Regions from separate parts of the Arabidopsis thaliana genome. Here region 2 is linked to region 1. The links are chromatin contacts, called in public targeted proximity ligation maps. All regions are on one chromosome and are shown on one strand. The core of a region is the stretch at or near the end of the contact, and the rest is flanking DNA. Distances in the headings are between cores, read along the strand shown.

Evidence for each region.
Region 2: a contact with region 1 is called in a targeted proximity ligation map of shoot, with 10 read pairs.

What each region holds. Positions count from the first base shown.
Region 1 is chr1:27,627,324-27,633,504 of TAIR10.1, forward strand. It overlaps AT1G73480 (alpha/beta-Hydrolases superfamily protein), which reads left to right and starts at 1,355. Exons shown (of 7, transcript NM_106007.3): 1 at 1,355-2,574; 2 at 3,410-3,448; 3 at 3,542-3,612; 4 at 4,249-4,313; 5 at 4,398-4,487; 6 at 4,576-4,668; 7 at 4,762-5,517. The coding sequence starts at 1,943. The coding sequence ends at 5,163. It overlaps AT1G73470, which reads left to right. Exons shown (of 11, transcript NM_179550.3): 10 at 57-147; 11 at 243-1,002. The coding sequence ends at 281. AT1G73490 (RNA-binding (RRM/RBD/RNP motifs) family protein) reads right to left here. Exons shown (of 6, transcript NM_106008.4): 6 at 5,860-6,181. The coding sequence ends at 6,173.
Region 2 is chr1:27,667,742-27,673,831 of TAIR10.1, forward strand. It overlaps AT1G73600 (S-adenosyl-L-methionine-dependent methyltransferases superfamily protein), which reads left to right and starts at 1,411. Exons shown (of 11, transcript NM_202410.2): 1 at 1,411-1,537; 2 at 3,292-3,407; 3 at 3,571-3,708; 4 at 3,813-3,950; 5 at 4,058-4,201; 6 at 4,281-4,391; 7 at 4,473-4,614; 8 at 4,745-5,025; 9 at 5,104-5,265; 10 at 5,346-5,399; 11 at 5,486-5,831. The coding sequence starts at 1,483. The coding sequence ends at 5,659.

The DNA.
Region 1 (6,181 bases), core at 105-2,604:
TGCATCTAATTCTTCTTAAATTGTTTATGTCCGGACAATAATTGTGGAATCTTCAGGATGTGGGGGACATTACTGGCTGACTTAGTGATTCAGATGCTCGAGACTGACTACGCTAGAATCCTAAGAGCAATTTACGCATTTGCACAGGTACTTCTCTTTTTGCACCAAAGTCTGCATTTGTTTTGTAGTAAGATCTCATTGACTAGATTTAATGAGTTTAAAAGGATTGTTTTGTTTTGCAGATTCGGATCACCAGGACATACAGGCTACCTTGTAAATGAAGTAACAGTTTGTTTTCTCAATCTCAGTGTCCCTACGAACTATGTCGGTAAACAATGTTTTTCACACTCGTATAATTCGCTTGTGGTTGAAATCAAATTAGACGTTACTCGAGTAGATAGAGAGTGGTCCAGAGAATTGAGCGTTTTGCGAAACAATATTTTGGAGCCATGGAAACATGTTTTACAGATTTTAAAAAAATCTGATTCCTTAGTGGTAACGAGCGGATAAGCGACGTGTGGGGTTCACTGTGACACGTGTGGGGTTCGCGAAACAAGGTAAAGATATTAGTCCTCTGAGTGCTTACCACGTGTGTGGTCCGCGAATCCTCGAAAGCAACGGCTCTTGTTTCTTTCACGACGATAAGCCGCCGCGTTTCTTCACGTGCCTTTTTGTCGGAATTTCAGACTATTCTAGACAACAACTCAACAAGTCATTATAAAACTAATTATGCTATAGTCGCGAAAATAATGCGTTACTAGGTGAATTATTACTAGATTAGTAGTACACTTTTATTTCTTATTGTGAAGACTTATTTAGATTTTATCGAGTTGTCCTATATAGCCGACTTGGTATAAATGATCCTCGATTATGTCTTAAAATCTCTATTAGTGTGGAGTGAACATACATGGTGTATCAGTATATGGGGTTACCAAAATCCGGAGTGATCAAGTCATTTTTGTTTTTGTGGTTATTATTTCAAAACATGTGGTTAATTTATTTGTGGCCCTCGTTGAGAACAAGACTTTTTATTGTTTTAGAAAGATGAATAAAATTCAAATTGAAATTTGATATCACGAAACCTCTATTATATAATCGTCCAAAAAATGATGACGTGACGTAGGAGACAAGGTTAAAAATAACTAACATATGGTTAGATAATATCCAATACTTTTTTTGGATAAAAATATTATCCAATACTTGTGGCATTTTTTTTTAATTCTTTTCTTATTTTAATAGCTAAAATTTATACCACCAATATATAAATAAGTAGACTTTCTTAATCTTACACATGTAATACAAATTTGTTAATAACTTTGATTATGTGATTTTCTTATTAATTTTGTTGGGTAAATTTTCTAGGGTATTTATTCTATAAACTATAAAATGTACATTAAACAAAATGTATAAAATTAAGGAATACATAAAGGTGGTGATTAGAAAATTCATAATTGTTGGAGCTTTTTATAGATAGGATCATATGATAGGACGGTCTTTTAGGGTAAAAAATACTTCAAAAATTAGTGTAGAAACAATAGTGACCTTACACGTGTAAACTCTGGAACAATCTACTCGTCTCTTCTCTTACATACCTCAACCCAAAGCTACGAAGACAACTCTTCCAAGTTCCAAACAAATATCACAAAAAGTAATAAACTAATCAAACACAAATTCTACAAATACAGTGAATTTGTTGTTTATTTAATTTGTTCAACGATTATCCTCTCAAATCCTTTCACTATCATCTTTTCCTTATTCTTCTTCTTCTTCTTCCTCTTCATCGGCCATTATAAAGCTCTGTTTTTTATTACCCTGTTTTATAAACAGAGGAAGCCCTAAATTTGGATTCTCTATTCTAAAGTTTTCTCATTTCGCTAATTTTGGAGAAAAACGATTGTTTTTTTTAATCGTTTCTTCATTTCTGATTCATTTTTCTTGGTTTATGATCTGTTCAAGTAAAGGAACAATCTTAATCGCTAGAGGTAAAAATTCAAATACAATCCCTAGATTACCCCTAAAAGGGTCATCCACAAATTACGCGAATCGAATTCAAATTCGAAACCCAATCAGTGTCAAAACTTTCCGGCGATCATCTTCATCGTCAATGGCGGTGGAAACAATGTCGATGGGATCAGATTCATCAACTTTGATTCTAACATCAGGAGCAAGCGGTCGCGTTAGGGTACTCTTCTCGATGCGAGAGCTTAAGCGTCTCGTTACGATTATCCAATCGTTGATTCTTTTCCTCCTCCTTCCGTTTCGCGTCGTCGTTTGGCGGCGGAGGACTGGTGCGGTGGTTATCAGAGACGATAAGCAAGAGAGGAAGGTTTGGTCTCCTCCGCAGATCGTGGTGAGGAAGAGGAACATCGGTGGCGAAAGCAGCGTTTCTCCTCCGTCGGTTCCAGCTGCGGTGGTGGATGGGGAGGTTGCTGTTCGACGTGAACTGGCGATTAAGCGAGTTTTGGAGGATGAAGGCGGCGATGGAAGCTCCGTCAGAGATTATTCGCTATTCACGACGAAGAGAGGAGATACGTTGTTTAGTCAGTCATGGTCACCTCTTTCCCCAAATCACAGGTCATTTCTCCATTATTTTAATCATTTAAGGATTTTTGGTTTGATTAATGTATTAGTAGTCGTTGTCAATCTTAGGATCAATACATAATTATGCATATTAGCCTTTTTGAGTTCAAGTGAGTCTTGTTGTTAACTAGAGAATAATGTCAATTGGATGTTTCTGGAAATTAGTAATGGAAGAACAAAAAATTCCAAATGATTTAGATGTCAAGTGTTGAGAGAAGATATTTGTGTTGGATTTTATTTTATTTTGTCTGGTAGTCCTAATTAATATCTTGGCTATAGCTTGAGGCTTGAGTAATTGAATATTGTGGTGGATCCCCTTGATATTTATATATATATTCCTTCTTGCTCATAATATTACATTATTTTGATTAGCTTAACCAGAGATAGTCATATATGTTTTTGTTGAACTAACCTTTAATAGTGATGATTATTTAATCAAGTAACAGGATTAGATTTAGTTGGTAAGCTTTTCTTGAGTGTTATGAAGAAATTATGAAGCAGATTAGCTGGGAAAATTTAGAGAAAGATGATATTTGCTTGTCAAAGTGGTTTTCAAGGATCATTGTATAATATTAGATGCATGTGACTTTGTTGATAATGATAGATACATACGACCGTGTACAGTATCTTTCCTTGCAAAAGACATACAATCTGGTTTAATGTTTCGTTAACACTATCACTTTCCTTTCTTTTAATATGGTTTTGAATCTTTCATGCCTCTGATTTTGTAAGCTATTCTGAGCTCTGTTTAAATACAAGTCAAGAAAGTGGTAAACTTTCAATCATTTTCTTGTCTGGTTTCTTATTTTTTTTCTATATGTTCTTGCAGGGGACTTATTGTTCTGCTACATGGATTAAACGAGCATAGGTTTGAACCTAGTTATGCACCATTTGAGTTTATTCTAATTTCCTTGGCCTTAGGAATCTTAACATTGGTTTATTTTTTTCAAAATTTTGACAGTGGCAGGTATAGTGATTTTGCAAAGCAGCTTAATGCTAATGGGTTCAAGGTCTATGGAATTGACTGGATCGGTAAGTAATCTCACTTCTCGTTCACTTTCTGTTACCGTTTTGATGTTCATTATAGCTAAACGAGCCTCTAGAGACTTAAGCATTAGGTTTTTGTCCTCTTCCCCATACATCACATGAAAAATTAACAAAGAATAAATCTCAACATGGTTTTCAACTACAAATCTTGATGATATTTAAGGTGTTAGGTTAAAGTTTTCGATATAGAAGCCATGATATTGATCTTGAATATTTGGTGGGATATTTGAAATAAGTTCTGTTAGAATAGATGCACACCTTAGTACCTTTAAAACGTGGAAACATTAGAGAGTTTTTACGATGCAACTGTTTTCATAGGCTAGATACAAAACTCTTCAACCATACCTCTCTCTGTTTGGATGTCGCAGGGAATATTGTGATTTTTGTTGGGGTGGTGCCTAATTCGTGTGGAAAGGTGACACATGAATCCCATCTTTAGCTTTATACTTCTGACAACTTAGGATCTATAATTTGTTATATTGGCAAACAACTTGAATGTCTCTTAGATATCTGTATTGCTTCTGCGTCTTTATAGCCGTTTTCTTATATCTCCCTTAATGATAAACTTGCAAATCTGTAATCTTGACTGAGAGGAGACATTTTTTGGTTTTAACCCAACAGGTCATGGCGGAAGTGATGGACTTCATGCTTACGTTCCTTCCCTTGATTACGCTGTCACAGATTTGGTATGTAGGAGTCTCTGTCTCTCTGGTTTTAGCTTGCAAAGCATCCTATTGTTGAAAACAAACTCACACTTATCTCATTTGCAGAAATCATTTCTTGAAAAGGTATTCACAGAGAATCCAGGACTCCCCTGTTTCTGCTTTGGACACTCAACAGGTGGAGCAATCATCCTCAAGGTAACATCTTTAGACCCATTAAATAACATCATAGTTTCATCCGATAACTACACAAATTTAAACAGTGTCAAAAACAACTCAAGTGCAGGCTATGCTGGATCCAAAGATTGAATCTCGAGTTTCAGGCATTGCATTGACTTCACCAGCTGTTGGAGTCCAACCATCCCATCCAATCTTCGCTGTAAGTTAATCCGAAAGGTCAAGTCATAATTTACGCGTTTTCAGCCAAGTCTTAGCAATCTGATCAGTTCTCTTTGTTGTATTTTATCAACAGGTTCTTGCTCCAATCATGGCGTTTCTACTACCCAGGTACCAAATCAGTGCAGCAAACAAGAAAGGAATGCCGGTTTCTCGTGACCCAGCAGCTCTCATCGCCAAATACTCTGACCCATTAGTCTTCACCGGATCCATCCGGGTTAAAACCGGCTACGAGATCCTTAGAATCACTGCTCACTTGCAACAGAACCTGAACAAAGTGAAAGTTCCCTTTCTTGTGATGCACGGTACTGACGACACAGTTACCGATCCTAGCGCCTCAAAGAAGCTCTACGAGGAAGCTGCCTCGTCAGACAAATCACTCAAGCTCTACGACGGGTTGTTGCACGATCTTCTTTTTGAACCCGAACGAGAAATCATCGCTGGAGCCATATTAGATTGGCTAAACCAGCGGGTTTAGCTCGTTCAAACCAACAATCACTATCGCATCGAATCAAGAGATTCTTGATTCAGACAAGAATAATTAATTCGCGGAATTTTCTGAGTGTGTTGACTGAGAAACGTGAGGAAAAAGAAGTTCTTGGTCGAATTTTCTCAACTCAGAAGTAGAAGGAAGATAAGAGAAAAAGAGAGACTCCAAATCTGGACTCTCTTGCTATGCTTCTTGACGTCGGTATATTGTTATAAATCAATAATTTTGTAACCTTGGATTTTAATATCTTATACCTGTAATACCAATTATTATTTATATCGAAACTATATATGATTTTGGCTATTTCGATAGTTTATCCCTAAATATTATTCTTTGATTTTGTGATGTTTTGTTGTTTGTCCAAGAACCACAAATTGGGTGGTGTCCTATAAAATTAAAAGAGTTTGAACACTAAATGAAATTCAAGCTCTGCAACTTGTCGCATCCTTAGATCAAACGAATCATCGGCTTTGGACTCTAGGTTCTCATTTTTTATTTTATTTGAAGTTCGTTTCGAATGTTACTTATTATAGAAAAGTCCACCAGCATTAACTTTACCGATGACATTAAAACAGAATTGATGAGATTTATTCGAAGAAAACAGCTTAACAAGCCATGGAAAATGTATTGTATTTTTTTCCTAAATTAATCATTCATACTCTTCTTGCATACTGTAATAAAGCTCTTCATGACCTATCTTCTCATTTAAGAATAAATAAACTTCTCGATTTCACTGACAGTTAATTGCATCAAACTAACACAGTTTTGAAAATACGGATGTCATTAAAGTCAAACAGATATAAATTGAGTATTCGGTTACTATTTTCTTTACGTTTGAGATCAATCACCAATAGAGAACATGCTTGCTAATCACGCCAGTCATGTAAGAAAAAGACTTTAAAACTCCTAAAATCATAAAGACACAACTCTACTTAGACCTAAAATCATGTAGCTGGTGGAGTAACAAGGTAGCAGCAACGGTAAAAAGGACCAAATACTAGCTGTA
Region 2 (6,090 bases), core at 161-2,660, 40 kb after region 1:
TCATTTATTTAAATTTTTGCACTAAAAAATCAACCAAGTTGTGGTCCAAAGAAAGATAGTAGACCCACTAATTTCCCATTATATGGATCTTAGCAGTGTCAAGTGGTTCGCCTAATTTCCTTTTCCCCCCCACATTTTCTTTTAGCTTTTGTTTACTTGTTTCTTGTAGAATTAACAACACCTTGATATTTTTTGTGTTGTCTTGTTCTCGATTAATGTTGTAGGATCTCTCTAACCTAACGGGCATTACTAATCAAAAATCTTCAAAAGCGATGTAAATAAAAGATATGTAGGTCGGACTCATGAATATTCATATATATATATATATAGTATATAGATAATAGGAGGTTGATGCTATTGAACATATATTACCCATGGAAAAAAATTATTATACTTCTTTCTCGTTTTTTTTTTCATACTAGGGTTCCTAGATATCCAATTCTAAAATAGAATTTTGCATATTTGGTCATTCTACTATATATTATCGTTACTTAGTTTTAATATAGTTACAATTTCTTTTTAATGATTACAACGTTTGGTTGTTATTACTACTAATCACAATCATACAAATTAAAATGTTTTCTAAAAATAATGACAGTGAGAGAAAAACAACTTATGTGGCTGTGAGCCATTGGATTTAAAGATTCATTAAAAAGTTGGCCATTCGGAGCATCTTGGGATCACTGTCTGTTCGCTACTTCTCAAAGACTATTAACTGTTACTTACGCTAACAGTGGTTTGTTTCTCATTTCTTTTATACATAATGAAAAGAATCTGTGAACCTAAACAACATGGAATCTATCAAACTAGGATCTGTTTGTACCAATCAAAATGATATGTTCCGCTGCTCAATTCCACGATTTAATTGTTTTTTTTATTAACTATAAATGGCTTTCAATATATGTTGGTTGATATTAGATATATACTTATAAAACGGTTATACGTTTTATATTCGTTTTGATGCTTGTGTTCTTAACAAGATTCATAACTAGAGCTAGGGCAATTTAAAAGAAGCTATACTTATGCATATATTGAAAGTAATACATACTCGCATATGCATACAAAAACAAACTTAAATCTTAGATTACAATTGAGTCTTAAAATCTAAAAACACTAGATGAATATTATAGCATACGGTAGTTAAACGTAACCATGAATATTCGTAATCCAAGAAATATTGGCATGTAAAGCCAGAACTAAGTTTTTTTTTTTTTGTCAAGAAGCTATCTCAAGGTATCAGTTATGAAGTTTTTGGTGCCAAAAATAAATTTGGCATAATTATTATTATAAGAAAATGCAGATAGCAAGTGAAGTATTTCTTTCTCCAACCAAAATAAAATAAAATTACAAGAAAATGAAAATAATCATTTTTTCTCTCTATATAATGAGATCAAGAAGATCAGAAGGAACACCACAGAGAACCACAACATACAAAAAAAGAACCCTATAGAACTCTGATTTTTTTCTTGTTGTCAATAGTCAATGGCTCACAGTCACACTAATGGCGCCATCTCTCCTTCTTTCTCCAAAGACTTATGTAAGCTAGCTTGCTCTTCAATATTCTTCTCTTATTTTCTTTAATTTTGTTCATAAGAAATCCCATAATAATTAATGTTCTCAAAATTTCAACAAAGATAACAATTGCATCCTCAATTTTATCCAACACAATAATCATCTTAATCACACGTTTAACATTCACATATATATTTTTTTTTGTATCAGTTTAATCATTACTACTGATCATGTTCTCTTTTAGTTTTCCGTTGTCATCTACGTACAAGATCTTGTGAGCGTATAACATCATGAAACTATCTGTAACTAACATGATTTGTTATTCTACTTAATTATAAATTTAAGTTAATTGTATCACTATTTTGGGAAATTAAGATATATATACTATAATATAACGACTTCTTCTAATTCATCTGAGAGGAAAGTTTTACCTTAACTCTTTCTCTGCCATCTCGATCGCTATCTTTTCTCCAGTATCCCTCTCTCTTTCATTTCACCACGTGATGTAGTTTCTTGTTTTGTTTTGTTCTTTAAACACAAAACAAGGAAAATTGTAATTTAGCTTTTGATAGCGAGACTGTTATAAAATCCATAAAACTGGAGTTTCTACATTCTAAAGTAGGTATAATTTTTAGGGCGTTAATTAGTTCTAAACTTTGTATATTACATTATTACGTAATCGTAGTCGACCGTTGCATAAGATTCCGTGGGATTTTTTTTTTGTGATGATAGATTCGGTAGAGCTAAATATAAAAAGATAATATTGATTTAGCTCAACAACGTGTCAAATTCTTGAAAAAAAAAAGAGAGATCTTGATCTCATTCTTTTTGTTTTAATTAAACACAAAAAATGAAAAAATAGACTCACTGAAATATCTGAAAATGCGATTAAAAGAGAGAAAGGAAAACTTAATTGTATCTTAATAAATATTTATTGTAAGTTTTTTTTTTTTTTTCCTTTGTTTTGTCTAAAATTTATTTTAAGTTTGTAACGTCGAAAACTTTATAGAAGTAATTTCGCCTCCTAAATATGGAAAAAATACGAAACCTATCATAATTACCGTGGGACACACTCCATTAATAATGAACAGACGAAATCTGACGGTGTATGAATTGCCATGTGTATTGACGTAACGACAAATTAGATTCTCCTAACGGTCTAACAAACCCCCAGTATTTGAATCCCGGTTCCACTAAAGAATCGGTAACCGAATATAAACCGATTGATAACCGAAAAATGAAAAACATGTAAACCGAAATCGGAAGCGCTTCGTCTTCTCAAAATATGGTCGGCGAAGAAGATAGCGAGAGAGCTCAGTCCAGTAAGATGGAGATCGAGCGAGAATCGAATTTGGGATCTGCGAGTGTGCTGATGCAGTCGAAGGGTAGGCTTCACAACTTCAGGTCGAGGAGCTTTTCGAGATCCAGACTCGCTATCGAAGGATCATAGCCAATAGCCATAGCTCTTTGTTACAGTCATCTCCGTCTCGAATTTCTTCTCTATTCATAGATTTCATTACCCTCGTGAAAAAATCGTCTCTTTTTTGTTTCCTAGTGTGTTCTCAAGGATAATGGCTTCGTATGGTGAGTGACTAGTTTCTTATACAACGTTTTCTGGTGTGAAGCAATATGGACACTGTGTTAGGATTCTTTAAGGCTTCGATGATGTAGTGCAGATTTAAAAATTGGGACTTTACCATAAAGCGTGTGGATTGATTTGATATTGGTAATGGGTTTATTGATTTATTTTGATGAATTGAATCTTTTTAATGGTTGCAGGCGAGGAGCGTGAAATCCAAAAGAATTACTGGAAAGAGCATTCAGTGGGATTGAGTGTTGAAGCTATGATGCTTGATTCCAAAGCTTCTGACCTCGACAAAGAAGAACGTCCTGAGGTTTATTTCGACTCACCCACTATAAAGTTATCATCTTTGCTATATATAGATCATTTTGAGATATGTATGCCTTGATGAGTTGAATCTTTGCTGTCCTTTATTGTGTTATGGACTTATGAAGGAAAGCTTCTAAAGGCTTAAATTATGTGTGTGTTTGTGTCAGATACTTGCGTTTCTTCCACCTATTGAAGGGACAACAGTGCTAGAGTTTGGTGCTGGAATTGGTCGTTTTACTACTGAATTAGCTCAGAAGGCCGGCCAGGTCATTGCGGTTGACTTCATTGAAAGTGTTATCAAAAAGGTTGTTAGTTCACGTCCATGCTTGTTCTTTCTAGCTACTTATAAGACTTGTATTTTTCTCGAGTTTTGTTTGATTTTTTTCTCTAATGAGAGTTTCATCTCCAGAATGAGAACATTAACGGTCACTACAAGAACGTCAAATTTCTGTGCGCTGATGTCACATCACCAAATATGAACTTTCCAAATGAGTCTATGGATCTGATATTCTCCAACTGGCTGCTAATGTATCTCTCTGATCAAGAGGTAGCCATATTATTTATTACTGAGGGAACCACTTTTAAACTGTACACACTTAGACTAATCGCTTATATCCCTTGGACAAATTTTCATGTCTTTTCATCAAATTGCAGGTTGAAGATTTGGCGAAAAAGATGTTACAATGGACAAAGGTTGGCGGGTATATTTTCTTTCGGGAGTCTTGTTTCCATCAGTCTGGTGATAACAAGCGGAAGTACAACCCAACACACTACCGTGAACCTAAATTTTACACAAAGGTGTGCTACCTATAAATCCCTCCACTCTTCTGTTTCTAGACGACAATTATTTGAACTCTGGTACATGAATTCCTCTCAGCTTTTCAAAGAATGCCATATGAATGACGAAGATGGGAATTCGTATGAACTCTCTTTGGTTAGCTGTAAATGCATTGGAGCTTATGTGAGAAACAAAAAGAACCAGAACCAGGTAATTGGCCTCTTCATCTTTTAGCCACCCTTTGATGGTATCTCTTATAATGTTTGGACTCATATTTTTCGAAAATTTCAGATATGCTGGCTTTGGCAGAAAGTCAGTTCGGATAATGATAGGGGCTTCCAACGCTTCTTGGACAATGTCCAGTATAAGTCTAGTGGTATCTTACGCTATGAGCGTGTCTTTGGAGAAGGGTTTGTTAGCACAGGGGGACTCGGTATGCTCTTTAGTCATCGAGTTTGTATCAACTTTGCAGTATTGATGGTTCTGTTTTTGAATTTAAGTTATACAGAACCATTAAGTGAAGCTATCTTTTCTTCTTATTATACTTGTTTCTTTTGATATAGAGACAACAAAGGAATTCGTGGATATGCTGGATCTGAAACCTGGCCAAAAAGTTCTAGACGTTGGGTGCGGAATAGGAGGAGGGGACTTCTACATGGCTGAGAACTTTGACGTGGATGTTGTGGGCATTGATCTATCTGTAAACATGATCTCTTTTGCGCTTGAACACGCAATAGGACTCAAATGCTCTGTAGAATTCGAAGTAGCTGATTGCACCAAGAAGGAGTATCCTGATAACACCTTTGATGTTATTTATAGCAGAGACACCATTCTACATATCCAAGTATAAGCTTCCGCTATTTCTTCTTCCCTTATGACTTTAATTTGGTATCCATTTTGTAATCCCTGGTCTTACTCTCAGGACAAGCCAGCATTGTTCAGAAGATTCTACAAATGGTTGAAGCCGGGAGGGAAAGTTCTCATCACTGATTACTGCAGAAGCCCCAAAACCCCATCTCCAGACTTTGCAATCTACATCAAGAAACGAGGTTATGATCTTCATGATGTACAAGCATACGGTCAGGTATACAGAGATAGAACCCGTCTCCTCCTATACTTATTTAAAAATCACCAAAAGTCATCTAAACTCATATGATTCAACAGATGCTGAGAGATGCTGGTTTCGAGGAGGTAATCGCGGAGGATAGAACCGATCAGGTAAGAAACGATTTTCTTTCGAGAATGACTCATATGCTTTAAAAAAGATGTTGAAACCAATTTGCTGTTTGCCTTTTAATCATCAGTTCATGAAAGTCCTGAAACGGGAACTGGATGCAGTGGAGAAGGAGAAGGAAGAATTCATCAGTGACTTCTCGAAAGAGGATTACGAGGATATTATAGGCGGGTGGAAGTCAAAGCTACTTAGGAGCTCAAGTGGTGAGCAGAAGTGGGGTTTGTTCATCGCCAAGAGAAACTGATTATGGCATTTACTATAAGTTGGAAATAAATTTGGGTATGTATGTAGATCATCAAAACCCAGTACCCTGCTATTATCTCTACAAGCTATATATATGTGGCTGTGAGGTTCCTTTAATGTCTCCATTTTACAGCATATCCAGTTTGGTATTTAATATATGTGATATTTTGAAATCGGTTTGATCAAGTTATACATAGAAAAGCTCGAGCTCGATCACCATTATTGAATAGAAACAAAAACAATGAGCCAAAGTGATAGCCCTGTTATTTTACTAGTCGTCAGCAACTGCGACTTGTTATATTGTTCTTGATAGTCGATGTGTTGTTGTTTTGGTAATAGCTTGCTACATATTTTTTTATTTTTTTATTTGTATGTTATTCTTTTTTCATTTTTTTTTCATGTTATTACCTAGTTATTCTATAAATCTTCTTT